3 separate regions of the Mus musculus genome follow, and all the other regions are linked to region 2. A link is a contact called in public Hi-C data. All regions are on one chromosome and are shown on one strand. Each heading gives the region's core, a stretch centred on a gene start, on an enhancer-like site or on the middle of the called end of the contact. The rest is flanking DNA. Distances are from core to core; before and after follow the strand shown.

What was found. A called contact is a pair of places that touch in the nucleus more often than the background predicts.
Region 1: a Hi-C map of the N1E-115 cell line shows a contact between it and region 2, with 6 times the contacts expected there. The contact joins two enhancer-like sites. A contact is called at or near these places in 1 of 15 datasets of contacts at CTCF or cohesin (pro-B cells), 2 of 484 Hi-C or Micro-C datasets (the N1E-115 cell line and bone marrow-derived macrophages) and 2 of 115 datasets of contacts at active chromatin or transcription factors (astrocytes and embryonic basal ganglia).
Region 3: a Hi-C map of the N1E-115 cell line shows a contact between it and region 2, with 5 times the contacts expected there. The contact joins two enhancer-like sites. A contact is called at or near these places in 2 of 484 Hi-C or Micro-C datasets (the N1E-115 cell line and bone marrow-derived macrophages).

Annotation. Positions count from the first base shown.
Region 1 is chr19:56,069,079-56,073,551 of GRCm38.p6, reverse strand. No RefSeq gene overlaps it. Among named protein-coding and RNA genes, the nearest start is that of Gm4470, 6.7 kb to the left of the region's middle. Within about 2 kb of position 1,626, at least 4 of the 459 cell types and tissues checked have an H3K27ac peak or open chromatin away from gene starts, as enhancers often do. A contact at or near this core is called in the N1E-115 cell line, where this site is marked.
Region 2 is chr19:55,339,711-55,343,961 of GRCm38.p6, reverse strand. All of the region lies in intron 3 of Vti1a (vesicle transport through interaction with t-SNAREs 1A), which reads right to left. Among named protein-coding and RNA genes, the nearest start is that of Vti1a, 26 kb to the right of the region's middle. Within about 2 kb of position 2,396, at least 16 of the 459 cell types and tissues checked have an H3K27ac peak or open chromatin away from gene starts, as enhancers often do. A contact at or near this core is called in the N1E-115 cell line, where this site is marked.
Region 3 is chr19:55,967,615-55,971,705 of GRCm38.p6, reverse strand. No RefSeq gene overlaps it. Among named protein-coding and RNA genes, the nearest start is that of Gm52391, 32 kb to the right of the region's middle. Within about 2 kb of position 1,690, at least 40 of the 459 cell types and tissues checked have an H3K27ac peak or open chromatin away from gene starts, as enhancers often do. A contact at or near this core is called in the N1E-115 cell line, where this site is marked.

The sequences.
Region 1 (4,473 bases), core at 377-2,876, 730 kb before region 2:
AAATGGTTCAGTTGAAGTCTAGTCACCAATTCAGACTTAGACACAGGGGTAGACCAGCTCCTCCATCCAGAGCCCTGGGCTCTGGGCTTGGCTGGGCCACTTACTCAGTGTCCTCTGAGGGACTCCCCAACAAATTTGGAAGAAAAATTAGTGGTAGTTTTCACACCAGCTCAAGAACAATGTCATAGTCTACTGGGTCACCATCCCATAGGTGTCCACTCAGGGTCCCTAAGCATACAAGTCGAATGGAACCACCAACTGAGTTTGGAGAAAACGGATGTTCAATGCCCCACCTCTCCCAAGTTTCTGTATGTTTGTGTATTCATGCATGCAAACGTATCTTCAGGCACACATATACATGGCCAGAGGATACCTCAAATGTCAGTCACCATTGGATTTGTTTTTTGAGTCAGAGTCTCGCACTGGCCTAAAGCTCACCAAACAGGCTAAGCTAGCTGGCTGGTGAGCCCAAGGATCTGCCTGTAATCTCCGGTGGTGTCGGGATTACAAACACAAGCCAACAAAACAGCTCTGGCTCTCTTTTCATGGATTCTGGAGATGAAGCTTGGGTTTTCCTGTTGGCAAGCCCAACGTTTTATAGATGACATCACTTCTCCCTCCTCTCTGCCTTATGTTTTCAAACACCAACTCCATAGATGAGATCTGGAGCCTAGAAGAAATGCAGGAGGCACCAGGATGCAGGGTGATTGGAAAAACAGGCTTGAGTTGGCAAAACCCTCAACTGCAACAGTTCAGAGGACACAAGGAAAGGGTGTTCTGTGATCATCTTTGCAGAGAGACAATCACACAGGCCTATGGGAACTCTCATATCTGAGAACACAGTATATGTATCACAGAAAATAGATAATTTAGTGTAAAACTTAAACATAGTGCAAGGCTCCTGGATAGCAGGTTCAGATTTTATGGTGACTTCCATCAGCCCCTTAGGAGCAGGTATTGCATGCTTAACATTTAACATACAGTGAATTATCAGAACTGAAAAACAAGGACTAGTTTCTCCTGCAATTGTAGACTAATGGGTTCCCGAAGACAGTCTGTGTCGGTTTAACCAGAGCACCATTGCACAATAGAGCTTCGAGAAATTAAATATATATATATATATATATATATATATATATATATATATATATCACAAGTTTTTCAGGCTAGAAAGGGGCAAATGATAAACAATTGATTTTTGTTTTAATAATACAGAACCCTGTATTATTAAATCCTTTCCTTTTGTCTTATAAGTCTTACAAAGTCTTCGTGTCTTCTGTTTATTTTACCTTAATAATTTTCTTGTTTTGATTGCATTACGTGAGAAATGAGAGCAGTTATCACCTGCCACTCAGGGGAAGCGACTCTCTTTATGGACCCGGCTGAGTCGGCCACATTCCTTTTCATTACCTGCCTCCATCTCTCAAAGCTGGTAAGAATGAAGTCTCAAGTTCTACCCAGAAGGAGCAGGGCACACAGGGTGTTGAGAGAAACTGCGTGGCCCACATGAGAGGTTTAGTTTCACTTTAACTTGCTTCTTTTTGAAAACATCTTCATGGGTGACCTGGGAAAAGGGGAGGCAAACTGAAAACAGATGGTACCAGGGAGCAGCTGGAGATTTAAATGTATTTGTGGCTGGTGGTAACCAACCTCAGCCTGAACACTGGGGAGGAGGCTCCTGATGCTTGGGAGACCTGGCTGAGAGCAGGTAGGGATCCGCACTCTTACTGGTCAGCCAGGTTTTCTTGGAAGTGAACCTACTCAAGAGGCAGAGTTAGAAGGATGGGCTTCACAGCCACACTACAGAAAAGACCCTGGAGGAGAAGGAGGACATCAATGAAGACGCCACCTCCTCTGCTCACAATTGCATGCCTGTTGTCGTCCTGAGTGCCAGGAAACAGACCCATTACCGAGCACACAGGAGACAAGCAGGGAGGTAACAAGATAGCCTGTGATTATCATGAAGCTACTCAGAGTTAATTGCATCTCCACCCCTCTTATGAAATTATGTCAGCCTATGAATGTAGAACCTTAGGAAGCCCATCCCCTCCACAAGACTTCCCTGCAAACAAAGGGCAGACACTGCACTCCTGCAGTATTTGAAACATGCTCACACATTCTTCAACAGGGTTCCCACAAAGAGAGAAAGCCCAATTCTCCCTCTCCAAGGTGGTTGCTTCCCGTGAATCAGACATTGAAGTGATGCTGTGTGGTCTCCAAGACTGGATCATAATGGGGGGAGCTTCCCCCTTGCCCTCCCTCCCCCTACTTAACAATCTGCTTTGGAGCTAGTCTGCTATGGTGGTGGGAGGAAACAGGAGCAAGTGGAGGCAGTGGGAGTGGCAACAGTCTTTATTGCTGCACAGCCTAAGGAAAGTTGGCCAGGGCTTCTGCTGCTGTCACCCGTCACAGTGTCCCAAATGCCCTGGGAGCATGCTGGCCTTGGCGTGCACACAGAAAGTATGTATCAGTAGAGGGAGGCACCTACTATACCACTCCTCTTGGAGGAAACCCCAGGATCTCTGGATTTCTGACATCTTCTTCCTCTGAGTCCCTTGGTGATTCAGAGGGTGGCACCTGGCACAAGGTGGGGTCGTTGTGACTCTTTAACAGACGTGCCATCCTGAGAGGGACCACAGGAGCATGAGATTACTCTAAGCCGAGCCCAGAAGGAAGGGGGCTGAGTGGGAACAGGAAGACCAAACGCAGGACTGACTTGAGGGGACCTACAGTCGCCTACGGAAAGCAAACCCAAGGCTGGGAGGACGAAGAGAAGCAGAGCAGCTCATTGTGTTAGTTTCATTGTGTCAGCTGTTTCTTTTTCTCAGAGCTGTGGTAAACTACTTGATGATACAACCCAAGGAAGGAAGGATTTAGTTTGGATCACGGCTTGCAGGTACAACCCACCGTGGCAGGGAGGCACCGCAGGAGGAAGGCGAGAGTGTGCATCCCATCGCGTCTATAATCAGAAGGCAAATGCGTGATTAGCTCATCATGGTCTGCTCACACTCGCCCCACACTCATGAATGACAAAAGGGAGCTTTCGTATTTCAAAATTTCAAAAAGATGTTACAGCTAGAGATCAAACCCACCCTCCTCTCCCTCTCCTCCTTTTCAAAAACCTCTCGAGTCTGCTCTGTGCTGCCTGTATACCCGTGGCTATAGGAGGAGGGATTGATAAATCCCTCCATACTGACTCTTCAGGAAATGAAGTTAGCTGGATCACCTATGCCGTAACAGTAACACGCACACCACACGTGACCTGAGAGTTTCTCGTTTTGATTTGACTTCCGGGAGTGCAGAACCAAGTTTGCAGCTTTTTAAATCACAAATACCATTGCATTTATATTCTGATTTTTAAAATTCCATTATTCTCCCTTCTACTTATTCTCACCATAGTTCACACTTGATAACACTAATTAATGTTTGCCCTAGTCTGTCTCTCTCTCTCTCTCTCTCTCTCTCTCTCTCTCTCTCTCTCTCACACACACACACACACACACACACACACACACACACACACACACACAAACACACAATTTGGGGCCCATCCTATGCCACAGCATGCGTCTATGTGTGGGTCAGAGAGCAGTGCACAGGAGTTAAAGTTGGTCCTCTCCTTCTATCATGCAGGTCCCAAGGATTGAACTCAGGTCAGCTCAGCTTGAACGTGGCAGGGAGTGCTTTTACCTGCTGAGCCATCTCACTAGCCCTGTGTGTCCCCCCCCCCCCAATTTCTTTTTTTTTTTTTTTTTTTTTTTTTTGGTTTTTCGAGACAGGGTTTCTCTGTATAGTCTTGGCTGTCCTGGAACTCACTTTGTAGACCAGGCTGGCCTCGAACTCAGAAATCCACCTGTCTCTGCCTCCCAAGTGCTGGGATTAAAGGCATGCGCCACCACCACCCGGCCCAATTTCACTGGTGACTTTAGTTCAAATACATGTCATGGGTACTTTCAGCTGGAACTCACTCACATTCATTCTGAAGGGACAGCGTTTCCCGGACAATAGGAATTCCTGTCTCTTAGAAGAGGAAGTCAGGCATAAGAAGCCACTTGTCCAGAATCATCAGAGGAATAAGAGGTCAAGCTTGCCGTTGACAGCCTGGCTCGGAGCCTTTGTTCTGCCTTACTGTGCTGTTGGCCTTGCTAGGTTAGAATAAGCCAGCAGCAGACGAATGTATAAATGCACGCGAGCACACACACACACACACACACACACACACACACACACACACCTTACACGTGTCCACCTACACACCATCAACTCTACAGAGGCAAATTATTGGGGCTCTTGCTCCCTGCTGTTTCTTTTGACTTGAAATTCAGCAGAGACAGCATGGGCATGCCATCCAAAGTACATCTGGGGCAAAAAAAAAAAATAGTAGTCCAGAGGAGGAAGAGAGAGCTGTTTGCAAATGCGGAAGGATGTGCTGTGCCCCTGCCACCCCACCCCCCAACCCTCACAGGGCTGCTT
Region 2 (4,251 bases), core at 1,147-3,646:
CTCTGGCAATGAACATGTCACGTTATTTCCTACCTGTGACTTTTCTAAGAACTTAGATTCAGTGGAGCATTACAGAAACTTCATTCTTTTTAAAGTGCTTCTTAGATTTCTTAATTGTATTATTTATGTTGTAAATATTTTGCCTGCACGTATGTGTGAAAATGCTTAGTACCTACATAGGTCAGAAGAGGGCACTGGATCCCTTGGAACTGAAGCTGTGGGTGGCTGTGAACCACCACATGGGTATTAGGAATCGAACCTGTGTCCTCTCCAAGAGTAACAGGTGCTCTCAACTCCTGAATCATCTTTCCAGCTCCGACCGTCATATTATTTCCCTGGTCTGAAAAACTTAAAAGCAATCAGTAGGGAGGAAACACCCATTGTAACACAATGTCTTGTTTTGTTCCACTACTGTTTAATAGAAATCGTGTTCAAAGGGCAACTCAAGCTAGATATGATCTCCTGACTGGAAATCTTAGCCGTCCCCTTGTTTGTACCTGTCACTGGCTGGCTGGTTAATCACGGGCTGCACCACCCACACTGCACCACTGGTTATTCATTGCTTACTAAGTGACGGTAAGACACAGAGCAGGAGGCGCAGTCTTGTTGTGAAGACCCCAAAACTGTTCGGAGTAATAAGACATAAGTGAGTGAAAGGTAGACCCATCTAGGCTGGCACAGGAACGGCCTGTGAGTTAGCACAGGTTACAGATATAAGAATCAAGGTGAATGAAGACCTAAGAAAATCTATCATGACAGGAAAGAGAATTAGAAACGACTCCACAAAGGAGGTGAATAATGGTCTAGGGATTGTGAAAATGGAGACATATCAATATGAGATTAATAGATTAAGTTGAGCCAAAGGTTCCAAAGCATACTAATTATCTAAACGAATGCAGAGCAGTGCCAAAGCTACAGGAAAACTACCAGCAACCTTGAAAGACCAAGCACTCCACTGTCGGCACTGTTAGGCATGGAGCTCGCTGCCCTTACAGAGCATGGAGATTGGCCCTGCATCTGAGCTGAAGACACAGAGGGACAGTGAAGTGCCCAGCAGCACTCAGCTGATTCACAGCCAGAACGCCAGTGTCCGTCCACAGTGTCACACTGCCTCTCGTGGCTCACGGCTTGTATGAAATAAACACAGGCTGGTTAAGGGTTATCTTTCAACTCTATAGCCTGGCTCTAAGAGAGTCATAGATAGATGCTACAGAGAGGGAGGACTTCATACTTTAAAGCCCACTAAGAAACATCCGGAATATCCACGGTCCTTCTTCTGCTGGTCACAACTGCAGGCAAAGGTTGCCTGCTGGCAGAGACTTGGGTATTGGTAAACACTGCACACGGCACAGCACAGCACCGCCCTCCAGAAAGAACGGTCGACTCAAAGTCTCAACAGGCCTGAGGTTGAGGAGCTAAACTCAAGAGAATGTCTATTACTACAGGTGAGAGAGAGAGAGAGAGAGAGAGAGAGAGAGATCAATCGATCATGCCTCTTTCTGCCCTGAAAGAGAACCATCCTAGACCTACCAAAGCATTAGGCACCCAGGCAGGAATGCATTCAATATCCAGTTTACAGGACAGAGTACAAGCCAACAGCTGAGCTAGCCTTCCCCACCAGGTAGGTCTGACTGTCCATCTGCACGTGACAGTGGTGCTGAGGGAGACTGAGTCTTTATACCTTTTTTTTTTTTTTTGAGAACTGATAAAATTCTTTAGGCAAATTTGTACCTAATGACAACACCCATCCATACTTGGAGAAAATTCTTAAAGCTGCATGGATCCCATGAGGCCCAGGAAACATGAGCTAGAGCAAGAGCAGGCAGGCTGCCAAACATACACCGACACACCGGCACCCCAGGCTGGGGTTATGGCATGCTCACTCTATGAACGCTATCCTCTTCTCTAAGGCCCCTGCACAGAGTCCTACTGTGTTCCTCAATTCTCCCACCTATGATTGGCACCTCTTGCCACTTGCCTGTAACAGTTGCCGGGCCCCATTCATGACAGAACTGGAAAAGACAAAATGTCTTGATTTGCTGGCTGGGTAAGGAGGATGCAGAAGGACGCTACACTTTAGTTCAGAATTTGAGATGTTACCTATGGAAAGAGGTTTTGCAGAGACAGTGTGAAAAGCAAATCCAGTTTCCAAAGACCCCATCCAGAGCACCAGGCAGCCAGCTTCTAGCAGCCTTGTGCTCAGGAAGATGCTCTGAGATGCAGGGCACACTTCTGACTATGCTATATTTATAAACTGCTCAGGGAGAAAAGTCAACTTTTAATGCAAAGAGAATATCCTTGGATGGATTTGGTCTTGGAAATTTCTCTATGAAAATGCCACACCACGGTGTATTTTAACATCAGTGTGAGCCACACTGCCATCTATGGCCACTTCCCACTTCACTTCAGTCAGAAAGCCCGGCTTTGCTTTCTGACAGTTTCTGAACACTGCCAGAAGACAGGAAACCCTTTCAGGTAGGAAATATACTAGCAATGATCCCCACACCCCCAAGTGTGTCTTTCTGACTTTCTACATACTTCTGTAGGATCTACCTCAGGGTATAACAAACAACTCAAAAGCGGTCAGTTTAAAGATAAAGAATTCTTGGAAATGATAAGACTTTCTAGAAAATATCTCTATGACAACAAAGTAAGGAAAACACTTAAATGAATATAGTATGTTTCCAAATTAGGAAAATTATTAATGTGTTATCAAACTAAAAACAGCATTTGTTTAAGACACATGATACTATTTCTTTCCAACCTGAGTATTGTGGACTAAATTCTACTCAGAAATAGTTTAAAATTTTTCAGTTTAAAATTTTAACTACTCTGTCAATGATTTCTCAACTTTCGTGGTAAGACACATTTGGGGACCCTTTCACAGGGGTCTCCTAAGACCAATGGAAAACACAGATATTTACATGACGATTCAATACAGTAATTACAGATATGAAATATCATCGAAAACCACTGCATGGAGAACTGTATTGAAGGGCTACAGTGTTGAAAAGATTGAGAATCTGATGATTTAAATTGCTATCCTAAGCTCTGGGTAGTGTAAAGTTAAAGATGTTCTGACCTGGCTACACAGAGGACTTTCAGTTGTTCCCTAAAGAAGAAGCAAGCAAGCATCCAGCAATTCTGCTGCTGGCTTGTAGGTAACGTTCCCCACGCCGGTGCACAGCATCATCATTTGGAACCAAGTGGATTTTCCCTTTCTTTCTATTCCAAATTCACTCGGCTTTCTGCCAAGAGAAAACAGACACAGGAGGCAAAGAGCAATTCTGTTAAGATCAATGAAGATGTTGGCCATAACGGAATCCCATTTATCCATCACATCCGTACTTCTGTTTCTCTGATTAGAGATTACTAGCAATTTCTTTACAATTCTTTTACAAAATTAAGTTACAATCCATCTTTCAAGACTTCACAGAGTAGAAAAAAAGTGTGTGCACTGTATGTGTTCTCATGCATGCACCTGTGTATAGTATACATTATTTGTCCTGAATCCAGAAATAGCACAAGCATATGTACATATACAGAGAGTCCTGTGTTTCCTTTAAGAAAATGTAAGCCTGGCCCGATGCATTTGAAATAGCAGCTTTTAAAATGCAGTGTTCACATGAAGACACTATAGTGCACTGACTCTGGGTTCCAGGTCAAAGCCACAGTCAGTACTAGCTAAGAACTCACAGCTTGCCTTTGTTTTATCCAAAGCTCAACTGAGAATTTAAAATATTCACTTTGCCACCTAGAGAGAAAAATTATATATGCATATCTTCTTTGTTTCCTCCAACTAAAGATTATCATAAAACCTAAATATACCATAAGGAAATTAATTTTAAGGAAATTTCATACAATGTAATTATAAGATAACAGGGTTTTTTTGTAATTAAAATTTTTATTTAAAATCATTTTAGGGTTTTAAAAGCAAAAAGAAATTAAAATTAAACTCAAATTCACACAGAAAAAAGAACTTCCCTGTTTTAGGTGCAAAGCTACCAAGTGACCCAGCACAAGCTTCTAATCCAAACGGGGCTGGGGCTTTGCCTAGCTCTCTGTCTTAGCTTCCTACATCAGCTACTCGGTTCCAAATTCACAAGTATAGAGAATCACTTGAGGAGCTGCCCTAAAAAAGCCATCACAACAATGTACAAATCACACCTACACCAATACAGTCACACGTGTGTGCGCAGAAGACCATCTGGTGTCAGGGATGTTTAAAGATACCCAGATCCCAACATGCAA
Region 3 (4,091 bases), core at 441-2,940, 630 kb before region 2:
ACCTGGCTTAGTATAGGTGCTACCCAGATTGACAGCACCATGGTGAGAGACCCGCAACTGACCTCTGCTCTCTCCTGACAGTTGTCTTAATCTGGAGCACAAGGCACAAGCTCAGATTGGAAATGACCAACATGCAAGGGCTTTCCCCCCCCCCTTTGGCTTCCTGAAGCCTTGCCAGTAGGAATAGTCAGCAGCCAGCTCTCATTATTTCTCTGTCAGAGAAACACAATTCTCCCTGGTCTGGAGGAGGAGCTGACAGGAGCCACCTAGGTGGGCAGTAGCTCAAACGAATTAGGGAGGAGAACAGACTCCCTACTCCTCTGAAGAAGCAACACACAAGAGGAAGAATGGATTGAGAGTTCCTATGAGTCAGCCTCTGTGTGTCCCCAACTCTAGCAGTTGACACTGGTTGTCAACTTGAGAGCTCTAGCATCAAGTGGAAGACAAGCCTGTGGGCATATATCTGTGAGGGCGTCTCTAGCTTGAGTTAATTAAAGCGGGAAGACTCACCCTAAAACATGGGTGGCATCATTCTGTGAGGAAGGGTCTGAGCACCAGGCATGAGATGTCTCAGCTTCCTCACTAGGGCTGCAGTGAGACCAGCTACCTCAGGGTCCTGCTGCTGAGGCTCCCCCGCCACGCTGGACTGTACCCTCAAACTGTGAGGTTGAAGTAAAGTCTTCCTTCTTTGAGTCAAGGTTTTTCATTATCACAGCAAGGAGAAAGGAAAGGAATAGCTGACCTTTAAGTTCATCCTGGAAGAAATGGCCCACCCTAAGCATTGAGGGATGACCCTGTTGGACCATCGTGGAGCACCGGCAGTCCTCCCTCCTTGGGTCCTCCACTGACCACCACTTGTGCCTTTGTTTCTGAGAATCCTGGTGTTTTCTCTACATCTATGCCGGTGACCATCCTGGAAAAAGAACTCCAAGATAAAAGAGCTTTTATTCTCCTTCTTAATGACCCCATCTCCCAGGCCAGTGTCTCAGCGGAATAGTTACTGGCCAAGAATTTAGAGCTCTAGACCAGTTGACCTCAGCTTCCAAAGCTTTACAATTTCCCTAAGCCATCCAAGGCTGTGTTGGGTTTTAAAGAGAATAGAAAGTTTCAGGTGAGCTGGTGTGATTTTTGTAATTTCATAAAGACATTTGACATCAGAAGCTTCGAGGGCTCCCAACGTCTGGGTCTCTGTGGCCTGACCCAGCATGAGGCGAGTTGCCAAGAGAAGAGACGCTTTTGCTCTGCGGCCCTCTGCAGATAATTAGCAGCACTAAGACGCAAACAAATGCCTGCCTACTGCTCATCTGGCTCTCACGGAGGCCTGGGACACAGGGGCTTTTTCTTCCTCAACCAAGGCACGTGGAGGTGACTGGGGAGAGGCTCCGGAAGATGAAAACGGAGTCTCATGAAGCAACACCGCGACACACTCTGTGAACTCCTTCTGATTTGCAAATGAAATTTCTCCCACAGACAATGCAGGCAGCACCAGAGGCCCAGCTGAAGACACAGCTCATGAAACTCTCCAAGTCAGAGCTGAGGGAGAAAGACATTCCAGCCACTGAAGGCAGTGCTGGAAATAATGAACCACATTAACTAAGAAATCACAACAGCCATCTCTATTAGACAGCTGCGCAGGTCAAAAGGAACCAGACAAGAGAGGAAGCTCGGGATAATTGCAGCACAATTAATACAGGGTGAGTCACTGCCCTGGTGGAAGCGGGCTCCTGCTTCTGCTCTTGCTGCAAGGGAGAGAGCCTCTGACCAGCTCCTTCCTCTGTCCACCGCAATCGCTTTCCTTGCCATCTGTGGACCCTAAAGAAGTGTCCTCAGGAAACAAGCCAGTAAAATGACCAACACACACACTGGCTCACATACACACACACACTCTCACACAATCACACAAACACTCACACACACTCTCACACACACATAGATAGACACTAACTCACACATACACATTCACACACACTCTCACACAAACACACACACATACTCACACACTCACACACATACACACTAACTTACACACATACATTCACACACACTAACACACATGCTCACACACTAACAAATTCACATGCTCACACAATTCACATACACTCTCATACACTCACACATGCACTCACACACTCTCACACACATTCACACACACATACTAACACATGTTCACACATACTGTCACACATTCACACTCAGACACACATTCACACATATATACACACTTAAAAACATACACACACACATTCACACATATATACACACTTAAAAACATACACACACAAATTCACACATCCAGTCACACACACTTTCACTCTCTCTCTCTCTCTCTCTCTCTCTCTCTCTCTCTCACACACACACACACACACACACACACACACACACACACATGTTCACGAGGGCACTGCCTATAAACCTGGTAATGAATTTTAAAGACTCCACTCTAGCTCCCAGACTCACTGGGGCCTCTGCTGGTGCCAGTAACTCACAAAAACAGCCAGGTATCAAGAACAGACAAGAAAGAAAAGAGACAGTCACCTGAAAATAATGTATTAGTCACCTGGGGTGCTAGGTGCTGGGTGCTGAGTGCTGGGTACTGAGTGCTGGGTGCTCAGTGCTAGGTGCTGGGTAATAGGTTCTGGAGCTTGCTTTTCTCCCAGAATCCTATGGGCTAAGAATAGCTGGCTTCATTCCACAGAGGTAGAAACTGAGTCTCAGAGACGTAGAAAGAATAAGCCAGGAAGCAAACACAAAGCAGCAGAGGTAGACGTTGAGGAGTGCATGAGAAGAGAAAGAACAAAGCTGTGGACCCCACACTCTTCTCCATAGCCCGTGTCCCCTTTTTACTTAGAATCCTGATGAGGCAGAGCTCAGTGAACCATCTGAAAATCCCACGAGTGTTCTCAAACCCTCACGGGAGTCTTATGTGTGGCTGAGCTCAGCTCTCCTGGCACACAGCACCAAACCAAACTGGAGGAAGCAAGCGGGTGCTCAGACTCTGGGACTCTCCGGCCAGCAAGTGATAGGCATACACTTGTGGGGGGACTCTGAATTGACTCTGAACAGAGAGGGGGCCACAAGTTATACTCTGGAAATGGCCCTGAACAACATTTTAATAATCACTGGAGTATATGGGGTGCAGCTCTCTAGTACATCACCTGCCTCCCATGCACAAGGCCACGGGTGGGTTCCATCTCCACCTCCTCCCTCCTCTCCCAGCAGGGCCCTTGGAGGTCTGTGTCACTCCTGGTATACAGGATAGGCCAAAACAGGCCAGTCGAGTGGCCCAATAACAACTTCTCTCTCGCCTCATTGGCTTCATGAGAAAACAAATTCATTGAATTGGGGTGACAATCAGTGGTAGACACAGCTAGGTCACAAAAGTCATTTGTTAGCTGAGCATCCTGGTGCACCTTTGTCATCCCAGCACTTGGGAGGTAGAAGCAAGAGACTCACAAGTTCAAGGTCAGCTTGGGCTACACCGGGGCTTGTAGACCACCTTTAGCTCTATAGTGATACCTTGTTTCAGAAAAACTCTAAGGGCTGAGTGGGTAAGATGGCTCTGGGGATAAAGGTTCCTGTTGGAAACACATGATGGTCCAGTTGAATCCCTGGAACCCACTAAAGGTGAGCAGAGGGTTCCAACTTCTCAAAGTTGTCCTCTGACCTCCACATGTGTGTCATGGTGGGTGGCAGACACAGGGCAGGGTGGGGAGCAGAGTCAGAGAGGCAAGACAAAGACAGAGACAGAGACAGAGACAGAGGCAGAGGCAGAGGCAGAGGCAGAGGCAGAGAGACAGAGAGATGAAGACACAGAACACACTGAAAGAGACAGAGAGAGCATAATAAGAACTTTTAAAACTTTTACCAAAAGGGGAAAAACAGACCATTGTTAATTTTTCAGAGATTTTTTTTCCCCCACTTAGTACCTGCAGTGGACAGCAGCTTACGCTATAGCAACTGGCAAGCGCTGAAAAATCAAAGCATGTTTTCCCTCTTTCAGAGAACTAGGTTACAGGTAGCAGAGGAGAGAAGGGCTTTTCAAACCAGCCTAATAAGGACGGAAACTTAGCTGTTGCTATAGCAAGGCAGTC